2 separate regions of the Mus musculus genome follow, and region 1 is linked to region 2. A link is a contact called in public Hi-C data. All regions are on one chromosome and are shown on one strand. The core of a region is the stretch at or near the end of the contact, and the rest is flanking DNA. Distances in the headings are between cores, read along the strand shown.

Region 1 (5,394 bases), core at 2,249-4,748, 120 kb before region 2:
GGTGCCTAAATATAGCTGAAGAAAAAAAGGCCTTTCATCAGCTCTTACCTGCTCATCGCTGGAGATTGGCTGACCCTGAATGAGGTTGATCTAGCTACCTGAGATAGATAGACTTTCAGTCTAAATCTGAATCTACAGGCTTTGCTTCATCTCCCCCCACCCACAGTATCATGCCAAGAAAATGGGGGGGGGGGGACCACATTAGTTTCAGCCACAATACTGCTTTACGTTAAAATCAGGAACAACAACGTTATTGGCATTGTGTTTTGCTCCTATGCAACGGTTGGTTAGGTAACTGCGTGATGGTTAATGCTTCCAACCTGTAGATTAGCTCAGGTCCGAGCGTTTCCCCACTCTGAACCAAATTGCGAGCAATATTTTTTTGTAAAGTTAATCTAATACATCTGAGTAGAAATCTCATTAAGGACACCTGGAGCCATGCTGAAGTAGACACCAGAGACTTGTAATGCACACTCTTGGCTCCCCATGCTCGATCCCACCTAGAGTGGAGAAGGCCTCTGTATGACGTCTTCCAGGCACATGCGCAGATCATTCACCTCCCTCAGTGTCCATGGGGGATGGATCGTCTTCCTTACTGTTCTGCTGAGCCTTCGGTAAGGCCGCTGGCAGACTCCAGGGCCTTGCCAGCGCTGCCTGCAAGCTTCTTGTTACACACTCTTTTATGGCCACTGCTCCCCGGCTTGTCTCAGTGGAAGGCAGGCTAGCAAGTCTCTTTTCTTTCAAGCAAGGACAGGATTAAGGTTTAAAGTGATGGTGTTTCTTTGATAGCTCCCGTGCCAGCTTAAATCTCATTAGCACTCTTCCTGAGTGTTACTAACTGGCCTATCTGGTATTACAGGTATTGCCAAACGGAGTCTAAAGAGAGGTGGCGTGAGGGCTGACCTAATCTGCAGTAGGAGTCAATTAGCAGGTGCTGGTGGGCTTGAGGTGCTGTTAGTAATGTCTCAGTGTTCGGAGTTTATTGATTTACCAGAGGTTTCACAATCTCACTGGCTTCACGCCAGTCTATTCACGTCCCTTAAGCACCTAAGTATGGCTTTCTCTCTTAGTTTTGCATGGTCATCTAAGGTCACCCCAAAGTGAATCTAAGGATAATGTAGTCCAAAAAAAAAAAAAAAAATTGCTCCAAATTTTTATTGGAGAAAGAAAAGCCGCACAGGAAACAATCAATGGAGAATTTGCTGAGTCAAGATGTCCTGTTTGACAAAAAGGTGAGTTCGAGACCCGGAGTCTGGTTGGGAGAGCTGTGTTATCTTACTTCTGCTTTCATGGTTATTGGATTATGGAGTGAAACACAACAAAGCTAAGAAGGTTCCACTTTTTATGCATGGTGCTAGGTAGGGTTGTCTTGTGCAGTGGGTTGACTGGCGTGCACCTTCCACGGGCTCCTGTGTTTGATCTGATGGTTTCCAGCTGGTGATACATCTTTAAGAGATTGGAGAACTTTTAGGAGGTACAGGTTTGCTAGAAGAAATGGGTTGCAGGGGGTAGCCTCTGAGGTTTTATAGCTTGGCCCCTTGTACTGGCTGGTTTTGTGTGTCAACTTGACACAAGTTGGAGTTATCACAGAGAAGGAGCCTCCCTTGAGGAAATGCCTCCCTGAGATCCAGCTGTAAGGCATTTTCTCAATTAGTGATCAAGGGGGGAGGGCCCATTGTGGGTGGTGTCATCCCTGGGCTGGTAGTCCTGTGTTCTATAAGAAAGCAAGCTGAGCAAGCCAGGGGAAACAATCCAGTAAGTAACATCCCTCCATGGCCTCTGCATCAGCTCCTGCTCCCTGACCTGCTTGAGTTCCAGTCCTGATTTCCTTTGGTGATAAACAGCAATGTGGAAGTGTAAGCTGAATAAACCCTTTCCTCCCTAACTTGCTTCTTGGTCATGATGTTTTGTGCAGGAGAAGATACCCCTCTTCCTGTCTACTCTATACTTCCTGTTGGTCCAAGATCTGAGGAGTGTGAGCTGCATGCCCTGCTCCTGCCTCGATGCCTGCTCTACCATGGTGAATTGTATCCCCTAAGTTGTGAGCCCAAGGGAAACCTTCTCCCCTTAAATGTCTTTTAGCCAGGTATTCTGTCACAGTGGCAAAAATAACCAACCTGCCATGCTAAGAAGTCTAATGAATTGGATCCCAGCTTAAAACAGTTTAAGCTGAATTGAATTTTAAAATATCACATGCACGGTGAAGAATCTTACCAGCGTCAAAAAAGAATTGCTTGAGAATGTTGTCCATTTGGAGGCTGGACCCAGTGACCTTCTCCATTCTTCAGACTGTCCTTTAATTGCTGATACAGTCTCAGTGACCTAAGTGGGTTAAGGTGCCAAGCCTGGCTCCTTCCAGCCTAGTGTGCAGTGATATCTCACTGGCTGCTAAGGGCTCAGCTTCAGGTTGGACTCAGGCAGATCTTTCTTGGTTGGATTGAGTATTAGCCATTCACAACATTTTTTCCTTCCTTCCTTCTTTCCTTCCTTCCTTCCTTTTTTCATTCTTTCCTTCCTTCCTTCTTTCCTCCTTTTCTTTGTTTGTCTGTTTCTTTCTTTTGGTCGTCCTTTCTTTCTTTCTTTCTTTCTTTCTTTCTTTCTTTTCCCCTTCCTTCTTTCTCCTTCTTTCCTCCTGTCCTCCCTCCCTTCCTCCCTTCCTCCCTCTTTCTTCCCCTCCCTTCATTTCTTCTTCCTTCCTTCCTCCCCCCTCCTCCACTTCTTTCCCCTTCCCTCTTTCCTTCTTTCCTTCTTTTCTTCCTTCCTTTCTTCCTTCTTTCTTTCCTTCCATCTTTCCTCTCTCTCTCTCTCTTTCTTTCTTTCTTTCTTTCTTTCTTTCTTTCTTTCTTTCTTTCCTTCCTTCCTTCCTTCCTTCCTTCCTTCCTTCTTTCCTTCCTTCCTTCCTTTTTTTTCTTGAAAGAACTTACCAATTAGGCATCAGGGCCTAGAGGAAAGGGCCCAAGAATCATTTTCCCAAGTAAAGAGCAGTTATCACTTCTCAACTTCATCACCCAGCTGTGCCTCAGTTTCCTTATGAGCAAAATGTGTTCCTTCCTTGCCTTTCATGGGCACAAGGAGGGCAAAACCTCATCATGAATGTGAGATATTTTTCACAGACAGGTAGATCCAAGTCTTGCTATGGATTGCCCAGTGAGAACCATCACACACATAACTATAACATATGACCACCACATAGAGCATATGCCTTTAGACCTCTTCCCAGGAGAGGACGAAGTGAACACTCTAGATTTGTTCCAGATCGGCTTTTTTTTTTTTTTTTTTTTTTTTCTGTTTCCCATCACCCTTTCTGTGTACCTGAGTCCTTGGCAGCCCCCACCCTGCTTCCCCAGCAGGCTTTCTGTACCCAGTGTGGAGAGTTCCCACACGGTGGCCCTGGGCTAGAAGCTTCACTAGTGTTCTCTCTCTCCCTAACAGCTCTGATTCTTGACTGCACTTATTTCGGGAGGCTCTTGCTCCTGACCGCTGCATGGAATGTGTGCTGCTGGTGACTAATTGTTCTGGGAATGACATCTCTGTTTGGGCGGTGTCCAGTTCTCTCTCCTTCTGTATGTAGAGCCAACTCTGATTTATATGTCTGTGAATCTCTGATGAGCTGCGGAGGAGGCTCGGGGAGGTGGGATGGAGTAGAAATGCCGTTGGAAAAGATAACATTTTTTTCTCTGACTTTGGGCTCAAGAGCAAGCCAAAGGTTGGCCACCATTCACTGTCATAATTTGGGCAGAAGAACAGAATCAGGTCTTGTCGTGTACAAATGCGATTTTTTTTTCTTTTTCTTTTCTTTTCTTTTCTTTTCTTTTTTTTTTTTTTTTACCAGAATCCATCATTTCTTATTCATGACTACATGCGAGGTCATGAAGGTAATCTCAAAGCTGGGAAGACATGATCTTGTAGATTTTTCCTGGACCTCCAAGACATCTGTCTGATATTCTAGATTACGGATTTCTTCTTGTCCTCTTGGGCATGAACAAGTCACTTCCAGACAGAGGCAGAATTATTTTAATAAATGTACTGTGGAGCTTTAAGTCAGGCCCACACAGAGGGATGGCAGGTGTGAACATCACAGATAGAATGGCCTCACAGTCAGCTCCGTGAACTCAGTCTGCAGTTAAGGCTCTTGTCCTGGTGGGGCAAAAGATAACACTAGAATCCCCCAAGTGGTGTTGTTACACAATTTTAAGTGCTGTCCTGCAGCCTCTTGCCAGGGTTTGTCCTTCCTTTCCAGCCCCCGTGGCTTGCTCCCTGCATTCCAAAATGCTGGATGAAGAAAGAAAAACACGAAGCATAGAAACCGTTTGTGGCGACGTTTTTGGATCACTTCTGGTCTTGTTTTGACAAGCAGGGGCTTGCAGCTACTTTTGATTTCAGGTGGGTATGATTATTAAGCAAGAATAAGGCTCATGAAGGCCAGCCTGGTGCTCTAGGCCTACGATCCCAGCAGCTCTTGAGGCTGAGGCAGGAGGATTTCAAATTTAAGCCTTGCCTGGGCCAGCTTGGCCAATTCAGTGAACCCCCATCTCAAAATAAAAATGAAGGATGAGGGATCTAACTTGTTAGGTTCAATCCCCAGGAACCAAAACACAAAAATTAAATTAAGCCCCTTGTTCCTACTCAAGAAAGGACAGAAACATAGTCAAGACAGATTAGGTTTTTATGGGCTTTCCTGTGAAAACAAAGCCTTCTGAGCTGATAAGCCAGGAGGATTTTTGTTCAAACTGTGTATCCTTTGTGGGGCAGTTGACTTTTCTTCCATTCTACTTTCATCCGGGTGCCCAGGCTGACGGAGTAACTTCCATCAGATTTGTAATGGTGTTCCAGAGGGACAGGAAGCAGGGTGAGCCACTTGCGCCCCTGAAGCATCTGTTTATAGGAGATGTTTGTCATTCCTGATGGGGTTTCGCTGACCACCACCGGCCAAGTGGCCACACCCCAGGCTAACAGATGTTTAATCCCTGCCGGACCGCTTCCACAGGGAGGGGTTCTGAAATACTTAGCGAGGGTGTGGTAACATAATCGACCACACCCAAGAGTATAAAATATTTAGCATACGATAAAGATACCTTTCAGATTATTCAAGGGATGGGCAAGACAACAAATGGTCCTGGGAAAGCTGGGGAAGATAATATTATAGATTACCTCAAGTCATATAGAAATGGCTTACAACGGATTAGTGATAAATAATTGGAAATAATATAGACAATGATTCATTTTGTAACATTGCTTATGAAGGGTTCTCTTGTTTTCCACAGCATGATTTATTTGTTAACTTTTTTTTTTTTTTTTTTTTTTTATGTGTGGTAGGGAGGGAAAACTGCTGGGGCCAGAACATGGGGGAAACGTGAAGGCTCACCTATGCCAGGCAAATTCTTTGCCACTGAG
Region 2 (5,445 bases), core at 2,834-5,333:
TGGCTCTTCCAATGAACCCTGGTTCTCTAGTCCTTTGTAGTTATCTGGTATTTAGCCTCTATGATCTACACAATAGAGTACTTAGAGGGGTGTTTTTGATTTACTATGAGGACAAAGTCAGATAAACCCCTCTTAAACTGAAAATATAGGTTACGTCAAAAGACACATTAAGGTTAACTAATCTAGGACACCCCCAATAACTCAGCCTAGCTGAGCCTTGTAGAGTTATCCGTGGTTGCCTCTTGAGATCTCATGGCTTCTTTGGAGCTGTGGCTCAGTGCTGTCACACATTCTGCTGAGAAAATGACTCCTCATATCACCATCCTGGGAAAATATTTTTTAAGAAAAAAAAGAGTTCAAAGTTCAGTTTCCATTGAATTCATATTACTTTTGCACCCTCATAAAGCTGAGAAAAAAAAATCCCAAACCAGGAACTGTATGAGTCACTCTCAGTATCAGACAGAACATGGTGTAACAAAACATTGTGCAGCTTAATTGAAGGATTCGCCGCAGAAGATAGGGTTGGACAAACTGATAAAGAGAAATCAAGAGCCCTGAAGATGGTGATAGCAGGAAATCCTTGCTACCACTGGGCTTCAGGGGACAGGAGGATGGGATGGATTCCAAAACTCTGAGGGAAAATGGACATCTATGGAAGAGGCCTGTCCAACAGGAGCTGATATCTTCAGTCACAGGCACATCCAGGCTGGGATGTAGCTTAGTGGTAACACTCTAGCTGGACCTATATGAGGCCTTGGGTTCCATGCCTAGCATGTGGAAGAAATCTCATGGAAGATGACTACTAACTTGTGGTGGAATGTCTTAGGAAGAGCCAGCGATAGAGGCTGACTTCATTGTCCTCGGGCCTTTCGATCTCTGCCTAGTAGTGTTTGCTTATCCAATCTACTGGTAACCAGTGGGCAAGAGAACAGTTGCTGCTGTCTCAGGCTCCTGCAGTAGGGAGTGGGTGGAAGAGTAGAGAGTGGGTTTGAGAGACAGGGAATGTCTTTAGTTTGTAATCCATGTGTTTGTTAAAGGTGACTTTTCTTGTCTGTTTTAGGCGCTCCTTGAAAACTTAGACCATGTCTCACATTTACATGGTTTCTAATATCTCATAGTGTTTATTTAGTTCAATGAGAATTGAAATGTACACGCACGTGTGCATTTGTGTATGTGTTAGAGAGACAGAGAGTCAGAGAGGGACAGAGACAGAGGAGAGTCAGAGAGAGAGAGAGAGAGAGAGAGACACAGAGAGAGACAGAGACAGAGACAGAGAGAGACAGAGACAGAGAGACAGAGAGAGACAGAGAGCTGTGATCTTCCATCTTCCAAACCCTGGGTTTGAAAGACAGAACAGGGAGAGGGAACAGACACTACCTTCAGGACATGACATAGCCATTGCACACAAGAACTCACAGGAGCCATGTCACCATTGCAAGATGAAACCAAACAGTCAGCAACCTGACAGAGCTAGTTAGACCCAGTGGGCTCTAGAAAACCAAAGCACAATGAAAAGGTCAAGAAGGAGGGGGAGGAGGGGGGAGGGGGGAGGGGAAGGGGAGAAAGATGTTGGCAGTTGCTGGAGGCTGGGGGTGGGGTCATGAGAGAGAGTTGGGATAGGGTGTGGGAGAGGGGAGTGGGCAGAGAGAGTTGGGGGTAGATATGATCAATATATAGTTTGCATTATGAAATTGTCATAGAGTAAAAGGTATTTTATCTAAAGTTCACTAAATGAGACACATACCCTTTTCTTTAATTAAAGCAAATAATTTTCTTTGTAAAAAAAGTGTTCATTTTCCCTTATTTTTATTCTATTAATATTATTAATTTGGAAACAGAGCTAGAATGTACCTGTACTATTAGTATTCTTATTTATGATTTTTCTTATTATTTATTTAATTTTGAAGCAATGGTATTTGAAATAAGTTGATACTGGAATTGATATTTAAGAACAGTATTCTTTTCAAACATCAGTCGTATGGAGTATTCAAAAAATAAGATGGGAAGGAGATAATTGTTTAGAAAGAGTAAGGGGGAAAACTGCCTGAATTTTCTTGAAAGCGCACAGGCTGCGAGCATAGCAATAGCGAGACCACTCCGAGGATCTCAGATACATTGTAGCCATGTAGCTGCTCCTTAGTATCCCCTTTCTGTTGGTTAATTCTGAATGCTACTCCAGCCTTCCCGAGTGAGTTTGCAGGCGATAAGCGCAGGGAGGGATTTCTTGCTAGGGGCAATTTAGGTCATGGCATGAGCCGATTATTAATATTGTACCGTGGCCCTATTTTCTTGTAAAAGGACCCCCAAACGGAAGGAAATTAGTCTGTCTCTGTCTCTCTGTGTGTCTCTGCCTGTCTGCTTGCCTCTCTCCTCTCTGTCTGTCTCTGTCTCTCATTCTCTTCGAGGGTGGAGTGTGCCCTCCTCTTATTACTCTGTAGGCGCCCTAGAGGGTCACACTGTAATGTGGGCCGGTCCCTTTGGCATTTGGATAAAGCTGAGGTGATCTTTGTAGGAGGTTGCTATGACAATTTGCAAACAGCAGAGCCCACAGAACAGCAGGAGGTAGCTCCCTCTGGACTGAAGTCTGCTCTAGCTGGGGCCAGCACTCTCGGGGACCTGGGGACAGACACAATGAACAGGACAGTAAAAAATGGACCCGGGACTCCAGGAGCACTTCAGAAATTAGGCACCTCCCAGGAAGGAAGTGCATGCCTGGATGCGGTCCAACTTTCTTCCCTATCTGCTGGGATTTTTTGAAGCTTTCCCTCCACACCTGGCTGTCCAAGTGGACAAAGGTGCACAAGTGTGCCACGCGCGACAAAGCATAAGGTGTGCGACGACAGAGAAGAAAATTTTTGTTCTTTCTGGGAAACAGAGGCTATAGACCACAAATGAAAAGGGCGGGGAAATTCTCCACGTGTCTGGGAAGGGAAAGGGAAAAGGAATCTTTTCCTCCGAGGATGTGAGGAATCAGAGGTGTCGCACCAGTGCAGCAGAGAGCTGAAAGGAAGGTGTGTCTGTCTCAGTGGCCGCGCCGCGCCGGGGAAAGGCTTGGAGTTGTAAGGAAATGGGAGGTGTCTCTGATGTTTATTTTTGCCTAGCAACCCACAGCCAACTGCTACCTCAGCTGCGGTCCACAGGCGCCTGTCTGCCTCCCCTTGTCCTAGCGACTGGAGGGCAGCGGTCACTCGGTGTCAGTGAATCAGGGAGGGCGTGCGTGGCTGAAATGAAGGTGGAAGGGCAGCCCCTTCCTTCGTCCATGCTTGGGTCACCAGGCTCAGCCGCAGTCCCTCCTCGGAGCCTGACTTTCCGAGGTGACCCTCATACAACTAAGTTCTCTCCATGATAAACTGGGGAGAGGGGCTGGCTGGGCCACTGGGACAGGGACAGGGACTAGGGTCGGGGCCAGGGGTGGGGGGCCGCAGTATTGTCTGGGAGCAGCCATTAGGAGCGGTGTTTAGGGGCGTGATGGAAGAGGGAGTGGTCTCTGCAGCAATTTCGGGAGGAGGCCGGCCGCGGTAGGTTGCGCGGTAGTGCCGGGAGGGGCGTCGCAGGGGCGAGGGGGACCCGGGTAGAGGGCAGATGGCCGTAGGGGAGGCACAGGGCGAGCCGGAGTCGCAGTTTTCCTGGGAGCGGAGGGCGGCTCTGCGGAAGATCGGAGGGGGTGGGACTCCCGGGGTGGCGGGTGGGGGTGGGGTGGCCGCCAGCCTGTGTGGCTGGGGCCGGGGGTGGGGGGTGGGGGGAGTCCGGGGCGGGGCCTCGGCGGGGGCGGGGCTGGCCTTCTCGGGCGCGAGCCGCGGGGGCGAGCGTGTGTGCGAGTGTGCGCGGACGCGCGCGGGCCCGGGAGGAGGCTCCCGAGCGAGTGGGTCCCGGCGGCCGCAACCCGCTCCCCGCGGCCCCGATGTGAGGGAGTCGGGGAGGCCAGCGGTGCGGCAGGGGAGGGCGAGGCATGTGCACGGGCCGGGGGGTACAGCAGCCGCCCGAGGACGAGGGGGACGGCGGCGGCGAGGAGGAGAGCGGGGGGCTCGCGGCGGCGGGTCCGGGCCGAGGGGATGCAGCGGACTGCGTGTGTCTGGCTGTAGCGGGAGCGAGGCGGCGACGAGGCGCGGGTGACCCGCGTGAGGGGCGACCAGGAGGCGGCGGCGGCGGCGGCGAGGAGTAGCGGCGGGACCGGCGGCGAGGGCAGCACTGCCATGCACGTTCCTCTCCCGCGGCCATGTTAACCAGGAAACCTTCGGCCGCCGCTCCCGCCGCCTACCCGACCGGTAAGGGCCCCGGGACCCTGTCGGCGGCGTGGGGCGCGGGCTGCGCGCGTTGGTGCCCCGGGATCCCCGAACCCGGCGGGTCGAGCGAGGGCCATCCGGAGCGCGACCCCGCCGCTGCGCCTTCTCGGTGGCCCGCCCTCCCCTCCCCCGGCCCGGCGACGTGGGCTCCGGAGCTCCGGCCCAGCACTGCTCCCCGCCGGGTCGCGAACTTAACTTTGCAGCTGGCGGGTGCGCGCTGGGGAGTCGCGTCCCGACCCCCCTTGTTTCCCGCACGCCGCCGGCTTTTCCCGGGCCGGGTGTCTCCTTCCATCTTCTCCCTAGAAGAGGGGGTTCGCTGCCCACCGGGGCGGGGGCGGGGGGTCTGGGTGGCTCTCTTCCCCCACCCTGACCCTCTTTTGTCTCCTCCCGCGCGTGGCTCCCAGGCCGAGGAGGGGACACCGCCGTTCGCCAGCTTCAGGCTTCCCCGGGGATCGGCGCGGGGGCTCCCCGAAGCGGAGTGGGGACCGGCCCGCCCTCCCCCATCGCCCTGCCGCCTCTCCGGGCCAGCAACGCTACCACTACAGCCCACACGGTGAGACCTGGCTTCGGGTGGGCGCCAGGCAGACCCCTGGCTTGTTGGGTTCCGACTGTGGGAAGAGAGGGCCGAATCTCCACGCCCCTAGCAGGGGCCTGTCCTCGACGCCGCCCTCTGCAACTTGGGCGAGCCCCGAGCTGCTGCCACAAAGGAGATTCGTGGCGTGGGCCCCTTGCTTCCCTCTGGTGCTCGCCCACCCCAGGCTCCTTTTCCTGGGAACTTCCTCCTTGCGCCCCCTCCCCCTTTTTTCATCTCTGCTTCTCAGAGCTCCCTTCCCCCCCGACCCGGTAAACATCTACTCCCAACCCCAGGGGTAGTGGATATTTATAGAAACGTATGTGTTAGGGGACAGCTAGCCTACCCTGCCCGGAAAATCGATCCCCCAAAGAGCCTCCGAGGCCTGGCTCCAGCCAGCAGGGAGCACCCGCCAATTGTCCCCCGCGTGTGTAAGCATGTTTTATGAGAGCTACAGGTTTGAGCACAGCAGAAATTGTAATTAACATTAACAAAAATAAGAGCTACAGCAGTAGTCAAAACAAAACAACCCCCCCCCCCCCGCAGGATTCTCAACGTGGATATTGCTCAAAAGGAAAGACTGGGCTTTGC

Evidence for each region. A called contact is a pair of places that touch in the nucleus more often than the background predicts.
Region 1: a contact with region 2 is called in a Hi-C map of myocytes, with 5 times the contacts expected there. The contact joins the enhancer-like site here to the promoter of Dyrk2 in region 2. A contact is called at or near these places in 4 of 39 promoter capture datasets (the 3T3-L1 cell line, the C10 cell line, cancer-associated fibroblasts and 1 more), 2 of 15 datasets of contacts at CTCF or cohesin (the NIH/3T3 cell line and large pre-B cells), 30 of 484 Hi-C or Micro-C datasets (the C2C12 cell line, CD4 T cells, CD8 T cells and 19 more), 15 of 115 datasets of contacts at active chromatin or transcription factors (the 230-238 cell line, the NIH/3T3 cell line, T-cell acute lymphoblastic leukemia and 12 more) and 2 of 9 other capture datasets (adipose tissue and embryonic stem cells).

What each region holds. Positions count from the first base shown.
Region 1 is chr10:118,989,540-118,994,933 of GRCm38.p6, reverse strand. It overlaps Gm33624 (a long non-coding RNA gene), which reads left to right. Exons shown (of 4, transcript XR_872094.1): 2 at 1,916-2,020; 3 at 4,241-4,383. Among named protein-coding and RNA genes, the nearest start is that of Gm33624, 15 kb to the left of the region's middle. Within about 2 kb of position 3,498, at least 56 of the 459 cell types and tissues checked have an H3K27ac peak or open chromatin away from gene starts, as enhancers often do. A contact at or near this core is called in the C2C12 cell line, the NIH/3T3 cell line, Sertoli cells and 9 more, where this site is marked.
Region 2 is chr10:118,867,541-118,872,985 of GRCm38.p6, reverse strand. It overlaps Dyrk2 (dual-specificity tyrosine-(Y)-phosphorylation regulated kinase 2), which reads left to right and starts at 4,083. Exons shown (of 3, transcript NM_001014390.2): 1 at 4,083-4,265; 2 at 4,688-4,836. The coding sequence starts at 4,217. Gm40777 (a long non-coding RNA gene) reads right to left here and starts at 1,209. Exons shown (of 3, transcript XR_872090.1): 1 at 1-1,209.